Linked DNA regions of Oryctolagus cuniculus: region 1 is linked to region 2. Evidence: chromatin contacts called from public Micro-C data. All regions are on one chromosome and are shown on one strand. The core of a region is the stretch at or near the end of the contact, and the rest is flanking DNA. Distances in the headings are between cores, read along the strand shown. Region 1 holds the start of CHCHD5 (coiled-coil-helix-coiled-coil-helix domain containing 5). Region 2 holds the start of ZC3H6 (zinc finger CCCH-type containing 6).

What was found. Hi-C and Micro-C count contacts between places; a contact is called where the count stands out from the background.
Region 1: a Micro-C map of ear pinna shows a contact between it and region 2, with 5 times the contacts expected there. The contact joins the promoter of CHCHD5 here to the promoter of ZC3H6 in region 2. A contact is called at or near these places in 3 of 6 Hi-C or Micro-C datasets (ear pinna, psoas muscle and skin fibroblasts).

Annotation. Positions count from the first base shown.
Region 1 is chr2:113,652,738-113,659,695 of mOryCun1.1, reverse strand. It overlaps CHCHD5 (coiled-coil-helix-coiled-coil-helix domain containing 5), which reads right to left and starts at 4,951. Exons shown (of 4, transcript XM_002709595.5): 1 at 4,529-4,951; 2 at 2,742-2,882; 3 at 2,496-2,661. The coding sequence starts at 4,530. It overlaps LOC138848561 (a long non-coding RNA gene), which reads left to right and starts at 4,988. Exons shown (of 2, transcript XR_011386493.1): 1 at 4,988-5,110; 2 at 5,405-5,523.
Region 2 is chr2:113,442,527-113,449,009 of mOryCun1.1, reverse strand. ZC3H6 (zinc finger CCCH-type containing 6) reads right to left here and starts at 3,727. Exons shown (of 12, transcript XM_070068807.1): 1 at 3,660-3,727.

The sequences.
Region 1 (6,958 bases), core at 3,702-6,201, 210 kb before region 2:
CATCTTCTACTGCTTTCCCAGGCCACAGCAGAGAGCTGGATCGGAAGTGGAGCAGCCACTTATGGGATTCAGGGACCCAAGCATGTGGGCCATCTTCTACTGCTTTCACAGGCCACAGCAGAGAGCTGGATTGGAAGAGGGGCAGCCGGGACTAAAACCAGCACCCCAATGGGATGCTGGTGCCACAGGCGGAGGATTAACCTACTGTGTCAGGGAGCCGGCCCCCCCAACTTCCATTTTTAAAAATTCCTTTGACTGCCAGGAAAGTGTAGCTGGTTAGGGCAAGGGTGGCCACAGGGAGATCAGGGAGAGACTGGATGTTTGTCCTGGAAGAGAAGGAGCACCTAGCCCTAAAATGAGAGCTGTTCAGATGCCATAAAAACTTGAAAGAAATGTGCTGGCACCGCAGCTCACTAGGCTAATCCTCCGCTTGCGGCGCTGGCACACCGGGTTCTGGTCCCGGTCGGGGCGCCGGATTCTGTCCCGGTTGCTCCTCTTCCAGTCCATCTCTCTGCTGTGGCCCAGGAAGGCAGAGGAGGATGCCCCAATTCCTTGGGCCCTGCACCCACATGGAAGACCAGGAGGAAGCACCTGGCTCCTGGCTTCGGATCGGCGCAGCGCGCCGGCCACAACACGCTGGCCGTAGCAACTACTTGGGGGGTGGACCAATAGAAAAAGGAAGACCTTTGTCTCTCTCTCACTCTGCCTGTCAAAGAAAGAAAGAGAGAGAAAGAGAGAGAGAGAGAGAGAGAGAGAGAGAGAAGAGAGAGAGAGAGAGAGAGAGAAAGAGAGAGAAAGAGAGAGAGGGAGAGAAAGAGAGAGAGAGAGTAAGAGAGAGAGAGAGAAAGAGAGAAAGAAAGGTAGGTCGGTCGGTCCCTGGGGTTGGCACCGTGGCATAGTGGGTAAAGCTGCTGCTTGTGGCACCAGTATCCCATATGGGTGCCGATTCGAGTGCCAACTGCTCCACTTCTGATCCAGCTCTCTGCTGATGGCCCAGAAAGGCAGTGGAGGATGGCCCAAGTCCTTGGGTCCCTGCGCCCATGTGGGAGACCCGGAAGAAGCTCCTGGCTTCAGATCGGCCCAGCTCTGGCCGTTGGGGCCATCTAGGGAGTAAACCAGTAGATGGAAGATCTTCTCTCTCTGTCTCTCCCTCTCTCCCTCTAACTCTGCCTTTCTAATTAATTAATTAAAAAAGGGAAAGGAAGGGGAGAGGAGGGGAGGGGAGGGGAGGGAAGAAATGTTCCCAACAGAAGGCTGAAAAATTCGTACGGTAAGTAGCAGATCATTACTAAGAGTTTCCTGGGGATATTCAGCTCCTTCCACTGGTTTCTGGGCAGGCATGCAGGGAAGCAGCAGGATATGAGCCGTGGTGGGGGAAGGGGGCTTGTGGATCCTGGCAGCGGGGCTCAGGGGTGGGGCATCAGAGGAGGGTTCCTGAGGGAGGGGCCATCTAACCTGCAACAGGATTAGCCAGGAGACGGAAGGGCAGTCCAGGCACAGGAAAGCAGCTGGACAAAAGCAGGCAAGGAGTGCACTGAGTAACTGTGTTCACGAGGGCTAGAACACAGAGCTTGAGGTGTTAAGTGGGGAGAGATGGGGCCAGAGGTCACAGGGGTCCCATCGTGCAGGGCCCTGGAGGCTGTGCTGAGTTAAAGACACGGCGAAGTATCGAAGCAGAAGCAAAGCAAAACATGGGCAAATTTCCCCGCAGAGAGAATGGACTGCAAAGGGTCAGATGGAGCACAGAGGCCCAAGAGAAGGCTTCAGGATGGGCTGAGTCAGAAGTAAGAGAGAGAAGACCGGGTTACCAGGACAGGGGAGGGTGTTCAGGAAGAGCTGGTGAAAGGAGGGCCTTTGCCTCTGGAGTACACAGTCCAGTGGGGAAGGCAGGAAACACCTACAGAGCACTTCTCAATCGTTGCCATTACTGCAACCCCTAAGAATCCTAGGCTGTCTCTAAGTAGGCCCGCCCATGAACCGAGTAAAATCCATGAACTAATACACAGGTATGCTGTACATCTGCGTATGTACTTCAAAGAGGTCAGTTTGCTTTTTTTGTTTTGTTTTGCTTTGCTTTGCTTGACTAACCCGCCCCCCCTGCCAGTGCAGCTGAGAGCCAGTGAGGAAGTGCAAGAGGGGACTAGGGAGGAAGTGAGTAAGGTCAGCCTAGGGAAGACCTAGGAACCTAGCAAGCACCTGAGCTCTTGTTCTCAATGTGCCTAGGAAGCCACTGGAGGGCTCTGAGCAAGAACCGCATCTCAGGTCTCGAATGCTTGCCCAGGCCATGTAAGATAAGAGTGAGGCAGGCGGCCCAGCGAGAAGTCTGGGGCAGGCATCCTCACAGTGCAGGGGTGGGGAGAGGCAACGGGCAACCATGTTCCATGCTGCACAACGAAGGCCTGTGTGGGGACTGCAGGGTTGTTAACCTGAACAGCTAGAAGGCTGCAGGGGAATTTAGGGGACGGGGGATCAGTGAACCGGTGAGCCTCCCTTACCTCCACGGTTGTGGACGACTGTGGCAGCTGCACCTGCTCGGCGCACTGCAGGAAGCGGCGCACGTGCTCTGCGCAGTTGCCCACAGCTGACTCGTTCTGGCGAAGACACTCCTCAAAGGCCTCAAAGGGCTCAGCACAGGCCTGGCGGATCTGGCGGATGACTGGGCTGTGGAGGTAGGGTACTTCAGGTCCTGGGAGGCTCCACCCCACTGCCCACCCCACAGACTGGTACTTGCCCACACTCACTGGGTGGACGTGCATCGGGCAATGCTCATCTTAAGGTGGTGACAGTCTCGCTGCCATGACTCAGGCTTGGCCGTCACACACTGGCCATACTGCTCCAGTTCCCGGCCGCAGTAGCGAGCAGTGACCTCCAGGGCTGCCTGCCTGTGGGACAGGATGGGCTGAGGATAATTCTGGGCAGCTGGCAAGGAAAAGAGTTCTCATCTGGGTTTGAGTTAGGGCTAGGGGTCATGGGCAAATCCGGGAGTCCGAGAATCCTGCAATGGAGCAAAGGTGATGTAGCAGTAAGGCTGAGGCTGGGGAAGGTGGAACACAGTGGGTGGAGGTCCTAAAACAAGGTCTGGTTATTTTAAAAAATTTATTTATTTGAGAGGAAGAGTTATAGAAAGCGAGTGGGAGAGACAGAGGCAGAGGTCTTCCATCCACTGGTTCACTCCCCAGATAGCTGCAATGGCCGGAGCTGAACCAACCCGAAGCGAGGAGCCAGGAGCCAGGAACTTCTTCAGGGTCTCCCACGCAGGTGTAGGGGCCCAAGTGCTTGGACCATCTACTGCTTTCCCAGGCCTTAGTAGAAAGCCGGATTGGAAGAGGAGCAGCTGGGACTAGAACCGGCACCCATATGGGATGCTGGTGCTGCAGGAGGAGGATTAACCTACTGTGCCACGGCGCCGGCCCCTTGGTTATTCTAACACAGGCCTTGGTGGGGAGTGGGAGACTCTTTCAACCTTCAACAACCTTCAAGAAGGATCTTGGTGGTCAGGCATCCTCCAGGCCTGGGAGAAGCTTTAGAAGTAAGACCCAAGGACCAGCACCATGGTGTAATGGGTAAACCCACTGCCTGCAGCGCCAGCATCCCATATGGGTGCCAGTTCCAATCCGGCTGCTCCACTTCTGATCCAGCTCCCTGCTAATGGCCAGGGAAAGTAGTGAAGGAAGGCCCAAGTGCTTGGGCCCCCGCACCCGCGTGGGAGACTCAGAAGAAGCACCTGGATCCTGGCTGCGGATTGGCCCAGCTCCGGCCATTGCAGCCACCTGGGGAGTGAACCGGCAGATGGAGGATCTTTCTGTCTCTCCCTCCTTGCCTATAACTCTGTCCCTCAAATAAATAAATCTTTGAAAGAAAAAAAAAGAAGAAGAAGAAAGACCCGAGTTCAAGGGAAAGAGAGCTTCAGAGGCCTAAATGAGTTTGGAAGTCCTAAACGTGAGGTTTAAGGGTCCAAGAGGTGGGGAAAGACCTCTTGACCAGAGTCAGACATGAGGCCTGAGGACAGGGACCCGAGAGATGACAGCTGAGGTCCTGGGATGGGGTTGCAGATCCTAGGGTGGGACTCAGGAGCTTGTCCTGGGGGCAGGATCTGGAAGCCCTTGACGAGGGGTAGATCTGGAGAGTCCTACTCATGAGCTCCTGAGGTTTGGGGGGACAAGGTCTGGGAAGCCAGTGCAAGGTCAAAGCGGTCTGGAACAAGCCCGTGAGCCACAGAGGTGACGTCAGGGTCCTGGGAAGACCTGGATGACCCAGCGGGAGGAGTCCTACAGGTCCTCCGATGAGTCTGAAGCCCCAGGGTCCTGGAGCCAGAGCCTCCTAGTGGAAGTAGGGTAGGGCCTGAAACCGCCGGGGGCGGGGCCTGGGAATGAGAGGCGGGGCTTTAAGCGCTTTAGGGGCGGGGCCAATACTGAGGATCGGCTCTCAAAAGAAATCCTTCTCGAGATCCTAGCCTAGGATTAGAAAGGTCACTGCGGAAGAGAAGGGACGCGGTAGCAAGTACGGAGTGGACGCTCCCGTTACTCACATCTCGAGGCAGGTGCCGGCGTGGGATCAGTCAGGGAGCCGCAACCCGCCTCTTCCGGTATCAGGTTGTCATGGCGGCACGCAGCTCAACCTCTTCCGGTTTTTCTAGCAGCTGGCGGGCAGCCAGCCCCGTACCCTTTAGACCCACTACGTCACGGCGGCGCCCTTTGCAGTCATTTCCGGCGACAGCTCGTCACGGCGGCGCCCGTCATAGCCACTTCCGTCCCAGCCGGCCGTGTTGCTCCCTGTTTCCGGCTTGCGGGTTCACCGGAAGTAGACGTTCGGACGTACGGCGATGCCTTGTGGGATGGATGCGCGTGTCCTAGGGGCTTCAGGTCGCCTAACGTGACGCTAGTGCGTGCGCGCGCTCGGGCCTGGCGGGAAGGGGCTTGAGTATACATACCATCTGCCCGCCGGGGTCACCAGACGCGTCCCCTGCGTTTTTGCGTAAGTTCCGGCTTTAGCCAGGACGCAAGTGGGTTTTAGTGCCGGCTGCCTGGAACGATGGATAAATGACTTCCTGCCCTTGTAGTTCGTCCTAGCGCGGCACGTTTCCGCCTCCCATCTCATCCATCCTCAAAGTGTGAGTTTAGACCTGGGGGTGGACTGTCCCATTTATGACGTGGTTATCCCTTGGTGAAAGAAGGGAGCATCAGTTTTACCATATAACACACAGGTTTTTCCAAGACTAACCAAAATTAGGAGAAAAACGCAGTTCATGTGAGGTCCGGACAGGAGCTCTTTGAGCCTGTGACGCACTGAGTGGGCTTCTCCGTGAACTGGGGATGATGGCAGTGACAGGCTTCACATAGGACAGAGTGCAAGTGAAGGGTTTATTAAAAAAAAAAAAAATTGATTTTATTTATTTGAAAGACAGGAGTTACAGAGAGAGGTCTTCCATCCGCTGGTTCACTCCCCAGATGGCTGCAATGGCCGGAGCTGCACCGATCCGAAGCCAGGAGCTTCTTCTGGGTCTCCCACGCAGGTGCAGGGGCCCAAGGACTTGAGCCATCTTCCACTGCTTTCCCAGGCCACAGCAGAGAGCTGGATCGGAAGAGGAGCTGCCAGGACTAGAACTGGTGACCATATGGGATGCCAGTGCTTCAGACCAGGGCTTTAACCTGCTGCACCACAGCACCAGCCCCAAGTGAAGGGTTATTACAGAGCATGGCCCCTCAGGAATTCTAGATAAATGAAACCTGTTCAGGAGGCTGTAACCACGAGCGGTCGGTGACTGCTCCACTGGCCGTCTGAATCTGCCCCAGCTGATGCGCTTGGAGCCATGGACATTGAAAGGAGGCTTTTTCACCCTGCGGTCCTTCCACCCTTCCTTCCTGAACATCTTCCCATTGCGTGTGTGGTTTTGTTTTGTTTTGTTTTGTTTTGTTTGACAGGCAGAGTGGACAGTGAGAGAGAGACAGAGAGAAAGGTCTTCCTTTGCCGTTGGTTCACCCTCCGATGGCCGCCGTGGCCAGCACACCGCGCTGATCCGATGGCAGGAGCCAGGTGCTTCTCCTGGTCTCCCATGGGGTGCAGGGCCCAAGCACCTGGGCCATCCTCCACTACACTCCCTGGCCACAGCAGAGAGCTGGCCTGGAAGAGGGACAACCGGAACAGAATCCGGCGCCCCGACCAGGACTAGAACCCGGTGTGCCGGCGCTGCAAGGCGGAGGATTAGCCTAGTGAGCCGCGGGGCCGGCCCCAGTGCACGTTTTGTGAGAGAAGAGCTAAAGGAGATGGCATCAGGGCTGTGGGAAGAGACAGAAGACGACTTTTTGGCTTCAAACGTGGGTATTCCTTTCCAGGAAGAATGGAACCTTAAGCTGGCCAGTGCCCCCCGTTCTCATCCCAAAGTGCAGGCAGTGTGCTTCCTAAAGGGAAGAAGGGGTTCAGACCTCTGGGGTTCAGGTCGGCAGCTATGGGGAAGACCCCAGCAGCAGGCGTGCTCCTTGAGGAGCGTTGCACCCATTCTCCCAGACTTCCAGCCTTTGGGTCTGTGACTCAACGGTGTAACTGACTTCTCCAGGGGTCAAATGTAAGAGGACCCTAAGGACAGTGGGGTTTGGAGTGAGACAGATCTGAGTTTGAATCGGAGATCTCAGTATGCTTCTTGCTCTCTGAGTTTCAGTTTCTTCCTAACACCCGCCTCTGGATGCCCTTGGGAGAAGCAAGGGAGCTGAGCAGACCAAGCACGTGGTACAGAGCCCTCTGGACTCTCCCTTGTCTGCCCTACCAGACATTGTTACTATTGTGTGTAATTGTTTGTTTGCCTGTGTCATTACCCTATGAACCCAGTGAGGGAGGGGGCCTTGTGTCTCGTGGTCACTGCTATATCCACCCCCCCACACACACAGCTTAGGGCTGGCAGAATAATAGGGAGTGAGTGAAAGTATTTACTTACAAGATTGACATGAGGATAAGATGAAATCTT
Region 2 (6,483 bases), core at 2,478-4,977:
ACTAGATTCTAAGATCCCACAGAGCAAGTACATGATGCCATGATGCTGCATCTAGATTTGTTTCATCAGTGCTTAATGCTATACTTCGAAAGGAAACACTGAATCTGGGGTGGGGGGGGGGGAGGTAGGGGTTGGGGACAGAATGTCTTCCTAAGAGAGTGCTTTCCAACCTCAAACCTGAACCTGATACATAACTTCAGTTTCACATTTCCTAAAGAAGGACTCTGTATGGTAATTTCAATAATAGTTAAATTGGTGGATTCAGAAATCCAAAATAATAGTCAGGGAGGGCAGCTACTCCACTAAACAAGCTAATTTACAAATCAGATATTGAGTAGAGCATAAAGTATACTCTGATGTGAAAAAAGGCATCTATAATTCTTTTAACTGACTTTTTAAAGAGAGAAGGGAAACTGGTGACAATCTAGTTCAACTACCTCATTTCATGAAGAAAAAAAAATCATTAAAAAGAGTATTAACCAAGTTAGAAGACAGACCAGAATCAAAATGGAAGGTTCTCTCAAACATAACACATTACAATTCCAACCTATACAAGAATTAAAGGCCAGAAATCACTCAGTAACTTCCCTGTGCCAAACGTAAATAGTGACAAAATATGGCAAGTAGTAGTTTGTATACTAGGTCCTTATCTGGGCTGTGATTGTGAGAGCTCAAACAAATCACTGAACATTGTAATACTACCATGATGACCTACCACATGGGATTAATTCAACAATCAAAGGAAAGTCTTGTCATAAAGAAAGTACAATCATCTCTATTCTAGTCACTTCAGAATCTCCAGTACAATCTTTTGGCAAGATTTCAATTGATATAGGGAGCTATGGAGGGCCATAAACCACCATAATTCTGACTATTTGGAATTTTACTGTTGTTTATATGACAAAGGAAAGGAGGGAAGGAAGGCATTGAGGATGTTTATAATAGGCAAAGAATTATCTCCTTGCAAAGGAAAGTATTAGCCATACCTCCTCATCAGTTAAACTCTAAGGATCATAAGCTTACATTAATTCATATTAAAAGCATCTTTTGCCCCAGTGCAGGCCTTGTAAAACTTATCAGTAGCCCATTTCAGAAAATTCTTTAGTAGTTACTTGGGTTGCATTTATCTTTTCCTTCTCTACTGCAGAACGTGTCCAAAGCAGGGGCTCATAGTATTTAGCCTTCAAGAGTTGTTTGCAAATTGCTTTAATTGGGTTTAACTGGGTTAACATCCAACTGAAATATAAAGCTAGCTTGCTCGAGCTGCGCCTGAGAGGAATTCAGTATTCCTGGGAAGCATTCAAAACTGTTTAAACACAGGCCGAGGTTCAGCCTACAACAACGACACCATTACTTTTTTCCAAAGCGCCCCAGAGATGGTTGAGAACCACCGATCTTGGGGAAGTTGAAATTTTCCCTTGGAATCCTTTTAGCAATAACATAAGTAGCAACAAGGCTGGAGCTAGAACCATTTCTCCTGACTATTTAGATAGTTCAGGTTTTCTGGGGTTTGTTTTCACGTGGGACGACTAAAAAAAAAAAATAGTATGAGAAACAATCTATTTGCCTCAGAATACTGCCACTTAACTGAATTAAAATATAGCTGAAGAAAATATTGTGTACTAATCTGAAACAAAATAGGCTAAAATCACACTAATCTTGACCACTAATCTTCAGTTCCTACTAAGCTGTTAATATTTCACAAAGAATTCTTCAAAGTTTTCAACATTTAAACCAGTATTTTAAAATTTCAAGTCATTTTTAAATTCCTTACTAGAAAACTTATATTGATTTTTGAATCTGGTGACATGGTTGCTTCATTATGTAGAATACATAATTCTAAATCTTAAAGGTACTCTACTCTGCACTAACAGATAACGGATTTCCTTTCACATAAAAGAACAAATTTTAGTCTGTTTTAGCAAAACCCCATCACTGGTTTGCCCACAGATATTCAGAGTGGAAAACTTCTCAAAGTACTAGTGAATTCATTTCATGCATTCTTTTAATGGGGAAGATTAAAAAAAATAGTGAGGTGCAAAGTTCATGCACCTATATTTTTAAGAGTGCATTTTCTTTTCTAAAAACGACTACACCTTTGACTTGTCTTCTAGGAATCTGCTTTTATTATTACCGTACCAAAACTGTTGCAAAATCACTTTTATCTCTCTCAAGATTATCAAACAGATATTTCAAATTCCAGTGATGTCTGTGATTTTTGTTTCTGGGTTTAAAAACAAAACAAAAATAGAAAAGTGTTTAGAATGCGTTACCAAAAGCTGAACAAGTTACTCCACAGGTAAAACTTCAGCAACCTGTATATGACTTAGAGCACAATGCATACTTTTGATTACTTCTATTAACAATGAAGCTAATTACGAGGTTCTACATTTTCAAACTGTTATTCTACGCAAAAATAAAACGCAATGGATTTTGTGCCGGTAATTTTAATGAATGAAAGCCCCTCCCTCTCCGTGATTAAGATGACTACGGACGTAAACTTACAATCTAACCGAAGCTTAAGTCTCCTAAAAGCGCATACTTTATAACTGTCCACCGAACTGCTAAATGGAACCAAGAACCTGCCTCTTCGGCCACAGCCAGAGATTAAAAAAAAAAAATTTTTTTTCACCAGAATCTGTTACATCTTCAAGCGATACACAGTATCTAGAAAATCGGGCCAGCTGGAGTAACCCTCAGCGTTCCCACTTTCGGAGCAGGCTGCGCTACATACACCGAGGTCTGCACATCCCAAGTAGTCTCCGTGTTAACACGTTTAACTTGCCATTCCCAATCCCAAGGGCGAGACCGCAGACGACAACGGCCCTCGGGGTAGGGGGTAGGGGGTTGGGGGGGGAGACTCCAAACTTTCCTTAAACCCAAACGTGTTTGTTTTCAGAGGCGTGCTCGGGTGGGAGTCAAACAGCACCACGCCACTCCGAGTGGGCGTCCTGGGCTGCTCCTGCTGGGCCGTCGTCGGCAGCGGCCCCCGGGGCCGGGGAGACGGAGGGAGCGCGGCAGAGCCGCGCGCCGCACCCCCAGCCGCCCCGGGCGGGGGGCTCGCGCGTGCCCGGCCGGGGCGGGGCGGCGCCGGCGACCCCGGACCTGCCCGCGGCCGCGAGCCTGAGGTTCACACGAGGGCGCGCGTCATGGAACTGACGGAGCCACACAGAGACGTCCAAGTCATGCAGGAGGCGCCCGGCCCGGCCCGCCCCCGCCGCCCGACCCTCCTCTCCTCCGACAGAAAGACAGACAAGGGTTCCCGACCTGTCGTGCCCTGCATGTTCACAGTCTGTCATGTTTGGTCAAGAACGGGGGGGGCTGGAGGGCAGGTCTGCGAAGCCGGCGGCGGCGGGGCGCGGGGCGGACCCCCTGCGCCGCCTGCGGGCACCTGCTCCCGGCCGCCGCCGACAGGTGACGAAGTGGTAAAAACTCACGGTTACTAGTGAGCGACACAGACACAGACTTTCCAGTCTATTAACAACCACGCCAGAGAGATGGGGCTCTAACTGCACACACTGGGCAACGGCCCCGCGCTGCCGGCGCTGCCGCTCTAGTCTCTATTCGCCGCCGGTGGCTGAGGCGTGGGAGCGGGCGGGCGGGCGGCGTGCGGCGACGCGGGGATTTGGACAGTGGCCGTAACGGTGATTTCTCCTCACCAACATGGCGGCACCCGAGATAGGCGGCTCGAAAAGATGGCGCCGGCCGCAACACCTTGCCCGGGACTAAAGGGCAGGAGAGATTCCTCCGCGAGCCGCGGCCCTTGCCCAGCCCGCCGGGGCCGAGCGCGCGGGCCATTGGAGGAGACGGCGCGTCAATCACCTCCAGGGGCGGGCCTCTGCCCGTCTCTGCGCGCCGGCGGAGGCAGCAGCCTGGCGGCGAGGCCGAGCGCAGAGAGACGCGGCCGGGTGGCTCCCGCTGTAGCTCCGGGCGGGGGAGGCGGCCCGTGGGACCCGCGAGGTCCCCCGGTCCACCCGCGCCTTGGGCCCGGCCGGTGTGAGGCCGCGGCTTGCCTGCGAGACACTGGCCGCCCAAGGGCTGAGGAGTTGCAGACGCAACGAATTAAAGAGTCAGCGAGCCGTTAGCCGATGTGGGCAGGGATGGGGTGATAAATAACCGGCGCCTTTGTTGGTGAAACAAGGGGGAAATGTACTTTTCTCCTTCAAAGATGTAGCGATGAGCTCGTTTTGTAATGTTTAGTGCTCAGAATCGCGTCTTGAGGACCATGGCTCGGCCGTGCAGTATTTCTGATACGTGGCAGTAAATTTATGCACCTGACACTTTCTTGGTAATCAGATTAAAATAGATGTAAAAAATAATTATGTAAACGTTAATTCTTATATCGACATGTAAAATGCATGCGAAGGTCTTATAAATAAGAACTAGGCGTTACATTACTCCAAACGAATGTGGCCATTAGAATGTTTAAATGACAAGCCAATGTTTTGGCCTACTTAATATGGTGGATGACTTCATTGTGAAGGAAAGTTACTTGATTTCTATAAAAATGATGGACTTAATGGTTAATCCTCCCACCCAACTACCCGACTTCCATTGTGTCCTGAACAATGCATTTTGGAGATGCGTAAATGGAGTGCATTTAGAAGTAGCTGCAGTAAATGGATTATTTTGAAGTTAAAAGCTTTGTGTTTATACGTTAAAAGGAGAAAAATCTCTTTTTTAAGTTGAATGCACCCATTGAGAGGATAGATAATTCCAAAGACAGCGGCCATGATACCTTAATAGGGAAATTTCAAAAAGCAGATGGTTTGGAGGGAACAGTATTAGCATCTGGAATTATGTTAGAATGTCGGGGCTTTGTTATACCTATTTTACTGAATCTAGGGCTTACCTTGGCTAATTTGGATAGTTGATTAGTGTGAAGTTATCCAAAGGCATTTAAGACACCGTTTCTGTTTTTTCCTGCACTTCTGTTTTCCAGTCTCCTAGACCTAGAGGCCTGTCTCTGGTTTGTTACTGGGTGTGCAACAAGGCAATTCTTTCTGGATGAAAAGCCTGCTTTTGTAACCCTTGGTACACTCTGCTTAGGATGTTTGATGCTAAAGTATGGCATCAGGCCCAGTCTGTTTCCTTTGGTAACAGAAAGGGAAGAGTGGGTGGGTGGGTGGCTGAAATACAGGGGTAAGAGTGCTCGGATAGATTTAGGTTATAAATGTGTTTAAATCTGTTACACAGAATGCGGCCTTTTTTTTTTTTTTTTTTTTTTTTTTTTTTTTTTTTTTTTTTTGGATAAAGAAAGCCAACATTTCTCCCTTTGTCTTTAACTGGCTCAGTTAAGGAAAGGACCGTATCCATCACAGAGAGTAATAGATTCTACCTAACAATGACCAGGAACCAAGAGAGAGATAAAAACTTTCACCCCATAATGAATCTGCCCAAACCTCCACGGTAAGAGACAACCAAACTCTGGCAAGGTTTATAGCAGCAGGAGGCTATGTCCCTAGGATGATCCCAGCCTCCCATCAAAATGCTGGCCTAAGAAGACACAGCACTGTAGTAAAATTTACCAACGGCACTGTAGGCCCCTGATCTCTCCTTGTTAGAGCCTTTGCTAAATTGAGAATCCTTTCTCTGTCCCTTTGAGATGAGACTGTATCTCGTACAACTCTGGAATGTAATCAGGAATGATATTAAAAACCATTAATATAAATGAATAAGGATTTTTTTTTTTTTTTTGACAGGCAGAGTGGATAGTGAGAGAGAGAGACAGAGAGAAAGGTCTTCCTTTTTGCCGTTGGTTCACCCTCCAATGGCCACCGCAGCTGGCGCGCTGCGGCCGGCGCACCGCGCTGATCCGAAGCCAGGAGCCAGGTACTTATCCTGGTCTCCCATGGGGTGCAGAGCCCAAGTACTTGGGCCATCCTACACTGCACTCCCGGGCCACAACAGAGAGCTGGCCTGGAAGAGGGGCAACCAGGACAGAATCCGGCGCCCCAACCGGGACTGGAACCCGGTGTGCCGGCGCCGCAAGGCGGAGGATTAGCCTAGTGAGCCGAGGCGCCGGCCCAGGATTTCTTAATATGACTTCTTTTAAAAAAGTTTTTTGGGTTCATGAAATAAGGCTAATTTTATTTGCTTTGTTCTAAATCTTAAAAATTTGGTAGATATTATTCATTACTGTTTTGTTTATATTTTTGTATTTAAATTCATAAAATAGATCTGTCATTTTCTTTTACTATTTTAACTATATTATCAAGGTTATGCTGGCTTTGTAGAATGAGGTGGGAGTATTCCCCTATTTTTGATCATCTGAAAGAGTCTGTGTAAAGCTAGAGTGTTCTGTTCTTTGAAAGTTTAGAACAATTTGTCTGTAAAGCTGAACATGACATCTTCTTTGTAGAAAGATTTTTCCAAGTCATTGCTTCAGTTTCTTTTACTCTTTATAGGACTATTCAAGTGTTTTATTTTTTCCTGAGTCAGTTCTTGGGATGATACATTTTCTATGGGTTTATACATTTTAGC